2 separate regions of the Triticum aestivum genome follow, and region 2 is linked to region 1. Evidence: chromatin contacts called from public Hi-C data. All regions are on one chromosome and are shown on one strand. The core of a region is the stretch at or near the end of the contact, and the rest is flanking DNA. Distances in the headings are between cores, read along the strand shown. Region 1 has its middle 34 kb from the start of LOC123090879. Region 2 holds the start of LOC123090879 (probable histidine kinase 4).

Region 1 (4,640 bases), core at 2,066-4,565:
ATCATGTTGCTCTTCATCTACATGGTATTCCATTTTTTTCCTCTCTCATGGGCCCTTTCTCAACTAAGATGTCTCTCGCTTTATTATCAAGATTATCTTAATTTCTTGGATCGTCAATACCACAAGTGTGAATAGTTTATTCATCAACACTAGCAGATTGTGCTTGTGCATGAATTACCTACATTCTCGGAGCCACTTACATTGTTATGTCTGATTTTGGTGTCAACATTTTGTTCTCGTTGGTCATATTCTGAATTCCCAATAAGTTACTGCTCTTCCTCTATGGCAACCATCTCCAACTAATCTTCTTAGTTTATCGAAGCGGTGCAAGCACCATTATTACTCTTGAGAAATTTGTGCATATCTCCTTGTTGTGGTTGTACCAATTTATCGATGGTCTTCTAACTATTCCTATTATCGCTACCCGATGCATACATCCTGTGTCTCGTTGTGATTTTACCAATTTAATACACAATGCTGAAAAAAAATATTGCATCAACTGTTGCAGGGTACCGGCTTATGCATCAAGGAACGACAATATGATACCTGATGAGCGATTCGGTGATGAGCGTTAGTGCGCGTGCCTGCACAAAATTACAGATCGGGTCCCTAGAATTGAAATCAGTGGAGAACTAGATTAGAAGTACGTGTTCCTAATTGCCTATATAGAGTTACAGATGGGGGCCCTATGAACTGAAATCAACAGCTAACTAGGTTGGAAATTACCAGGACAAAGGAGGGCGTCCGCGGCAGTACCAGTACGAACATCGGGCGTCGGCGGCTTAGGGCTCGAATAGCTGTGCATGCCTGATTGCCGTGATGGAATTGGAAGGGCTTGCGTCGATCACTCCTTTTTTCACGTGAAGGACTCGCTCCCGGAATAACAAACAAATCCATCGCTGGGTGGGCGATCGGCCTGCTGCTTTCTGCGCTGGCGCGTCTACGTACAAAGACTAAAGCCCAGCGCCCAGCGCTTTTATTTTTTCCTGACGTAGGCCCATAACTTACCTAGGCCTAGTTGCTGCGGGTGGGGGCCCCTGGATCTTGGGGGCCCGGGGCGGCCGCCCCCCCTGCCCCCCCTCAGGGCCGGCCCTGATCAAGGACACACAGGTGTTCGTCAACTGCATGGCTGTGGCAGTAAAAGCATCCCCGCCTCCGAGGTCACTTACAAAAGAAGGAAGAGCACACAGTTCAAGTTCTAGTAGAGAATCGTTGTTTAAATGGTTCTCAAATCCTAGTTGGCACCCATGTCGAAATCTAGTAGAAAAAACTTACATTGTTAAGATGGGGAAGGAAGAGATATTGCACTCAATGACAAAAAGGTCTCACATGGGAAAAAGTTAAAGGCTACGGTTTATGACGATTCTGTGTTTGCGCATCGCCTTGCCAACCTCTACAATATTATGGAGCGCACTCCACACACGTTATGAATACAGTGACTATGCTAGAGTTACTCTCAATGATGTCAATTTTCATCACACAAAAGTTTTTTTTATTTTACTACCGATCATTCCAGAATTTGAGGAACTGTTGAACAAATTATGATAATTAAAGTCAAATTCATTTGTGAGCTATATTTTTACCGGAATGTAAATTTTGATGTACCCATAAGATTATCAATAATTTTGAATATATGTGAGAAATGATCTATTTAAAATGGAAGGCCGTCACTAGGGGAAAAAGTTGCCCTCTCCATGGGTTACGCGGGGAGGGCTCGACGCCACTCGGTCGACATGTTGGGATGTCCGTTTTTATTTCCTAAGAAGGTACCCATTTCTGCATGAGGACATATGATGAGTTTTTCTTCTTCTTCTTCTTAACAAAAGCTCAAATGGAGACAAATATTAAGCCAAAAGTCCAAGTTATGAATCGTTCTATTTCTCGCGGTGATATCTTCGAAATTAGTTCCATGTTTTTTACATGTTTAACTGGATTTATTAAGTCAAGGCTTAAACGTTGTTTTTAAATGGGGAAATATGAGAGTTATTTTTTTCTGAAGGAAGTAAAAGACTTTTGATCATGCATGTAATGAAAATGCAAGCAATCTCGGTGTTTTTCTGCTGGATTTTTTTGATTTATTCATCATCTATCATAGCACTACATGGAACGCTATAAAAAGTAAAAAAAAAAATCAAACGCTGCGAGAGGGAACGGACATATCGACAAAGCGAATCTAACATGAGACACACGAACAAAGCGCAGCCATCGTTGATGTCGCGATCCATGTCATCATCCACCCATATTGCAACTCATATTGTAAAATCCATACTTATCTATCACCATATTTACCAGCACACAATTATAATAGAGGGAAACGACATGCATGCTCCTTTCTGGTGGTGCTAGGGTGTGCCGAAAGTTTTGCCGGAGACAAAAAAATGTCCACCTCAATTTCCGCCGAATATAAATAGCCGTCTCAAAAACACGTCACTGCATGTGGGCTCCGTCTCAATTTTTCGCTTTTCCAAATGTGTGTAGCATTTGGGCAAAGCGAAGCATAGCCTTGTTGCGAGCAAGGACAGCAGCCTATTCACGAGCCAGCGGAAGTAGGCGGGCGGAACCGGAATAATAATTGTGCACGGTGCAATGATCTCACTCACCACGAGATCGCGATATGTCCCTTTTATCGCTTCGGCAAGACAAGGAAAAGTCTGAGGACCCACCACCTCCGATCCGGGAAGCTTTGCGTCTGCCTTTTCCATGTGTGCTCCAAGTTGCATTTTTTTCTTTTATTTTTTCTTTCTCAAGGAAAAGCTCAAGAGTTAAGAGGGGGTCCTGTTTCCGCCGATGACAACTCGTGGATGGAAATCACCTTGGAAGCTTTCTACACTGGGAAGCCGTTTCAACTGCTACTTCTAGAGCGGCGCCGGCCGTTGGATTCGTAGGGGATAGTAATGGACGGCGAGCTTATAGCCACGGAAATCGGGAGGCCAGAGCTTATCGTTGCCAAATGGCAACGGCAACGGGCAAGCGAGACAAAAACTGTCCGGTCCATCGTCCATCATGGATGGGACATGGGACATGGAGCAAAGCAATAGTGCGAGGAAACATGGCGCCAGTGCGCGCGCAAAGCGGCCAATAATCGGTGGCATGAGGAACGGCTAGCTGGTTTGCGTTGCGGGGCCGTATCCTCGATAGAGTAGAGCTTTTCTCAAGGCGAACAGAGGCGATTTTGTCGAGTGGCGGCTGGTTTCTTGCGGCGATTTGCTTGTCATGTCAGCGCGAGGATCTCGGTTAAGGTTCAGACTGCCCAATAGTATTGGTTGTTGGCCGATTTGGACTGCTGGTGGTGCATACAATTATTGGCACATGCATGTGTTGTGTCGTGCCGCCGGTGCCATCAGATCGCAATTCGCAAAGCAGTGTAATAGACTACACGTATGGCTTCAAATCAATCACGATCGCCCAGTTTTTTTCTCTCTACTAGACTAGAGATTCAAACGCACCATGCTCTACCTGGCCAACAGTGGGCCAAGGATTCATGGGGACTCTGCACGAACCGGCCGGTGGTAGTGACACTGTACATGTGCGCCCACTCGCACTGGAGTCGAGCGAGAATGTGTGGTCTGATATGGATGATGCGCTGCCACTACGGCCGCGCCGGGCCATGCATTGCCGTCACGGAGGCCCTTGTCGGTGATCTTCCGGGAGAAACTTTGCCAAGATACGCCTCGTCAAAAAACGAATCAAAACCATGGTGGGGGAGGCGCGAAAAGGAAAAAGGAAACCTCACTTGCTGCAAAGTCAGCGCGCGCTTTCGCTCTCTCTCTTTTTTACTTACCTTTGCTATCATCTTGCCGCCGGTGCTGGCCTTTTACGACTTGGCACACGGCGGGCGCCCCTTTGTTTCCTCTTGCCGTCTTGCGGTGCTTGTGCAGTTGTGCTTCGTGGAATCGGATGCGTGATGTGTCAAAGGGTCAACGTTAGAGAAGGTCTCCGTTCCTTGAGAAACCGAGAGTAGCTTCTCTTGATCAATTCATCAGGGACTACGCAATCTACTTTTGTTCTTTATAAGGGGCGAGTACGTAATCTAGTTGCATGAACACGAACAAAATCTGGCTAAAATCTACTTGCATGAATACAAACAAAATCTGACGGGCCTAGCAGCCAGCAACGGTATTCTAGACTAGAAAAGCAGCCAGCCGGCCATGCACGACTCTATATTTCATGGCCGAGTAGCTGAACCTAGGCAAATATTTACTAGTACTATATACTTATTAGCAGTTTTTTTTTGACACATGAAACACCTAGCATTCCATTAGCTAGTGGTCCGGGCTAAATAGTCTGCCACAACACCCATTACATCATGCCCTCCTCTCGCCATGCATGTCTGATCTGGTTCCTTTCATGCCACCACAAGTGGCGAAGATGCCACCATCGGGCTTGTTCAGACCTCTACCAGTCCCGCCTCACGCCATATAGTTCTGACCCATTTGCATCGGAAGAAAAAGTGGTCGCCGTCCTCAAAGAGGAGAGCTCGGCGAGTCCAGATTGGCGCAAAAAAGTGTGGGTTGCGATATGGAAGGTTAGCTGCCCAGGCAAGATTCACCACTTCCTATGGTGCTTGAACTGTACATGCGGTGTGTTGTTTGTGGGCACACCCTGCTGTGTCTCTGATCATGTCCGTATGCACCCTGTAG
Region 2 (4,831 bases), core at 902-3,401, 35 kb before region 1:
CCAAAATCAAGCGTGCAGGTGTGTGAGGGTGAGGGGGCACCAAGAGGGACTTCAGACCCATACATGACAAGAGGATTCGAATGGTTTGTGACATCATAAACATTCACCACCAGCTCCTGATTGCCAGCTAGCTGCCGCAGCAAATTTTCCACAAGTGACTCTACATCGAAAGCGCCTCCAAGATATCTGTCAAGCAAAATCAAAATGGGTTCAGTTTGCGGTTGTTGCGCTGAGCTGCGCCGAACCGTCAAATTCAGTTAGTTAGGGGAATCTTACTAGTTTTAGCAAGACTATTTTGTTACACCTGAAAAGAGGCGCTTTCAAGTTCCAAATAACCACTATATCCATAACTAGTAATGAATAGGTGCTTTCGAAAAGCCAGCTTGATGCCAATCGGAGCATTCTAAGAAGGCGCTAAAAAGGTCAGATATAAAAGACCCATTTTGACCAATGATGTGCACTCACAGTGGCACTGTGAATAGAAACCTCTGTAAACCTTCTTTCATTTTCTGATACAGTGAAGTAAAAGTGTAAAACATGCAGCAGCAGTGCTGCACTCTGACAAACTAATGTGCTTTCTTTATGAGCAGCATAGTGGGCAGCAAATGGCGGTGAACCGGCAGTTCTACAGTGGAGTAGTAGAACAGAGGAGAGAAATGCATTGATCGAGGGGAGGGGAAGCCTCACCCGGCGGTAGCAGCGACACGATCCTCCACCTTGGCATCCGGGGGGAGGTCGACAAGGTAGACAGGGAACGTCAGTACCACGCCCAGGTGGTTCGACATGAGCCTGAATGGCCTGGTGAGGACGGCCTTCCCGGTCGCCCTCGACCTCAGGATGTTCTCCCGGTCCTCCTGCAGCAGCAGCAACACAGACCTTCAGAGCCCCAAAAAACAAGCTGAGAAAAAACAGAGCAGAGGGAGACCAGCACAGACCTCGCCGGACATCATGTCGAGCCCCTCGATGTAGGACACCGTCTCCTGGGAGTAGATGACCGGCGCGTACTCGTCCTGAGGCGGGGACGGCTCGTGCTTCATGGTCTTGATGATCCAGCCCTGCTGCCGCTCGAAGGCCTCCCGGTCGGCGTGCATCACCCGCTGCGCGTACGCCACCCCGCTCAGCAGCGGGCGCTCGAAGGACGTCCGCGCCGTGTAGTCCGCGAAGGTGTCCTGCTCCAAGAACAAGAAGAAGCGCACGCATTAATTTAAAGCCAGAGCAACCAGCCGCGGCTGTCAATCAAATTCAATTTCAAAACGCGGAACAGGAGCTTCTTTTTGTGTAGGATGGCATGCATGCTACAGGTTGTGGTAAAACGGTACTAGCACTGGCATGGCATGTCCTTCCATGGCAGGCGCAGGCCCGGGAAGCTCTCGCATGAATTAAATGGAGAGGGAGCAGCCGCAGAGGCAGAGGCAGAGCATGTACTGCTGCATGGTCAGAGGCAGAGCATGTACTGCTGCATGAATTAAATCGGCAGAGAATTCGCGCGGCAGCGCTGCAGTGGAGCCGAGGAAGCGATAGCAATTGCTGAAGCCGTCGTCGTACGGCACACACATGGAGATGGAGGGTGGTCGGGGACGGACCTGGTCGAGCGCGGGCGGCTGCTTCTCGTAGTGGAAGGTGGCGACGAGGATGGCGAGGGCGTGGACGTGGTTGACGGAGACGGCGAACTGGTCCTGCAGCATGCGCGCGCGCTCCTCGCACATGCACACGATGCCCTCCTCGGCCTTGACCAGCGCGCCGTGGCGGAGGCTGCGGTGCAGCGCCGTCACCCCGGTCACCACCAGCACCACCCACAGCGCCGCCAGCGCCGCGCTCAGCTTCGACCTCGCGCGCCACCCCCAGCTGCCCCCCTCCTCCTCCTCCTCCCCTTCCTCCTTCTCCCCCTTCCCTGCCTCCTCCACCACCGCCGGCGCCACCGGAGCACCCTCCCCTCCTCCCACCCCCATCCCCATCCCCGCCGGCCCAACCAGCTCAGCTCACATGCGCCGCACTCCAACCCTCAGCTCAAGCAGCAGCAAGAGGATGAGACGAGAGAGAGACAGAGGGAGGGGGAGGGAGCAGGGTCGCTTTTCCCGGGCTGGCCTCGCTGCCGGCCCGCTTCTCGGGCGTGGTCGTCTGCCTGTTGCTTTTCGCCAGAGGAGAGGAGCCACGGGTGGACGATCGAATTTCCTGGATTTTATGAGATACGCTACGCGCCCGACTAAAAATAAATAAATAATCAAACCGGGCCTCCTTTTCTCCCTCCCCATCCCCGGCGGGCCCCGCATGCCTTTTGCGGCCCTGCCTGCCTCCCCGGCCCAGCAGGCCTGCCGCTGCCCCGTCCCTTTCCCTCCTCCCTCCCTTATCCGAACCCCACCCGGCCACGCCACGCCACGCCACGCCACCACCCCGTCGCCCATCGGTCCATGCATGAGTCCATCGGCCACACCGCCGGGGGCATGCACGGCTGGGACGCACCCGGGCCGCGAGCGGCGGTTCTGATTCGGTTCGTCGCCCGCCGGGATACGGTGATCCGCCTGCGGATTTTCTCATCTCATCCCATCTCGTCTGATCCCACGGGCGGTGGTGGTGGCGGTGGTGGGGACGCGCGGTCGGTCGCGGCAGCAGTCGGTTGGGCGGGGTGGGTGCGCGCGTCGCGGTCTCGGGGATCCGCTCCGTGGGGGATCCTCCCAAATCTGGCGGCGGGCCCGCGCCCACGCGCTCCACAAACGGGCGGACGGACGGAGAGGGGAGGAGGTGGCGGTCAATAGTCAACAGCGATCGATCCCTCGCTCGCTCTCGCCTCGGACGGACATATCTCGTTCTGATCCGCTTTTACTTTCACTTTGCTCGCCATCTTATTTTAGACAGGAGCACTACTGCACGGGATCAGCCAGGAGATACTAGCTGGTTAATGGATATACGTACGCGACACATAATCGGAGCTCAACCATCGTCTCCAAGCTGGTGCGTGTCGTGTCGTGTCGTGTCGTGCCAACTTACAGAGCACATACTATATCTGATCTTAAACTAGTAGTACAAGATCCATCCATATCGGCGATACCCCATGTGAGCCTTCCTTCTCCACCCCGGCGGTCTCCTGGCAGACCGCAACGACCGGAGCTCGCCGGCAGGGCTGTCTAGCGAGCAATTCCAGCTTAGTCTATGTCCATCCATCCATGCATGGTTCCAGGCCGAGCCGGACACATATAATAAGCACAGAAGAATGTCCGAAAGCAGGGCGGGATACGGAGAACGCGATCGTCGCCTTTTTCTTTTCTGCACAGAAAGGCCCCAACATTTCCGCATAGAGAAATGCGCCACGCGCAGCGCCGTGTTAGCGGAGCATTATTTATGCTAACTGCTGTTCCGGCTAACGTATTCTAAGCGCCAGAGCATCTCTCGGCCACATGCATAGCATAGGTCGCCCATTGCTTAAACAATGCCCTTAATTTTTAACGGCGCCTACAGTTCCAGTAGCGTAGCCTTCGGTTGGGTGAGACACGATCAAAGCTTTTGTTTGTTTATTGCAATAAGCTGCACGGGGGGCATCGCGTAAGCCGTACACTAGTTACCCGGCACGTTGCGAGCGGCTTTGTTAATTTGGACGTCTCGTTCGTGTATGCTCTTGCTTGTTGCCGCATGCGCCCGTTGATCGTGTATTATTATTATTATTATCAGAGGAGTATTTTAGGATCAGGCGTGCGTGTGCCGGGTTTATGCGCGTTTTCACTCGCTTTTAGTTTTAGATGGGCGCGCGCTTCGTTTGCACTCTACTCTAGCTACTATAGGGGTGTGAACTGTGAAGCATAGCGTCGCTTTCCGGCCGGCCGGGCAGATGGTTACTTTCGGGCGCCTTACTTAAAATACACATAGTATGAGAAAATAATAACAAATCATACCATACCATACCATGCAACCTCAGCTACCGCCGTTGGCGCCGTAAGTCTTGTAGATGCATGGCATGACAGGCATCGACCGTGCGATCGATCATCTTCCTCGTCGCTGTCTATCAAGCGGGAAAACAACATGGATGATCGTAGGTAGTACAGTAGTAGCAAGCGATCGCGCGCACACTGACACGCACCGTCCCGGCCCGACACTGCGATCTACCTACCGCAACGGCCGGCCACCGCGCCCGTACGTCACGCAGGAAATGCCATGCCCAGGCGGGGTTGCCCCAAGCCTACCGGCCGGCGCCAGGTTGGTGGGCGAGACCACCACGCCGGCGGCACGGAGGACGGCGTGAGGTCGTCTACTACGGCTACGGCTAGCTAGGCACGCACAAGTGGCCTCCGTCCCATGAAACGGCCGACCGGTCGCCACTCGCGAGTGGTCAGTGGTCACCCGCGCGCTGGGCCTTCACGTGAAGGTGGCAACGATAATGCGGTCCCTCCCGCCTCAGGCGCCCGGCAGTGCCGGATTTGTAGTACAGTAGTACTTGCTTTTTATCTGCGGCAGCACCTCACACCAAAACCCTACGCTGGTTGGGTTAGAGCATATACACCCGAGTGGGCACTATCTGAACGCAGCCGAGTGGGTACTTTTTTTTCGGGGATAAAGGGAGTTTTATTGCAAATGAATAGAGTTACAGTCGAGAGGCCAAATGTCCTTGATACATGATGGAGCCAAACCAAGCCACACAGCCGTAGCTCTTTCAGACCGGCTATATTTCGCCAGGCGATCGGCAACTCTATTTTGGAGCCTACTAATTTTTTGTGGAAAAAACTCCCTATTACCAAGTAGATCCTTGATCTCCCGAACTATATGACCGAATAATAAGTGAACCAACGCACCATTTGTCAAGCTGGACATGGCTTCAGAGGAGTCTGTTTGCACGACCACCGGA

What was found. A called contact is a pair of places that touch in the nucleus more often than the background predicts.
Region 2: a contact with region 1 is called in a Hi-C map of root, with 7 times the contacts expected there. The contact joins the promoter of LOC123090879 here to the enhancer-like site in region 1. A contact is called at or near these places in 5 of 5 Hi-C or Micro-C datasets (leaf, root and an unstated tissue) and 1 of 1 datasets of contacts at active chromatin or transcription factors (leaf).

The regions. Positions count from the first base shown.
Region 1 is chr4B:41,478,721-41,483,360 of IWGSC CS RefSeq v2.1, reverse strand. No RefSeq gene overlaps it. Among protein-coding and RNA genes, the nearest start is that of LOC123090879, 34 kb to the left of the region's middle. Within about 2 kb of position 3,315, at least 5 of the 8 cell types and tissues checked have an H3K27ac peak or open chromatin away from gene starts, as enhancers often do. A contact at or near this core is called in leaf and root, where this site is marked.
Region 2 is chr4B:41,512,455-41,517,285 of IWGSC CS RefSeq v2.1, reverse strand. LOC123090879 (probable histidine kinase 4) reads right to left here and starts at 2,151. Exons shown (of 11, transcript XM_044512234.1): 1 at 1,584-2,151; 2 at 936-1,169; 3 at 688-854; 4 at 1-186. The coding sequence starts at 1,955.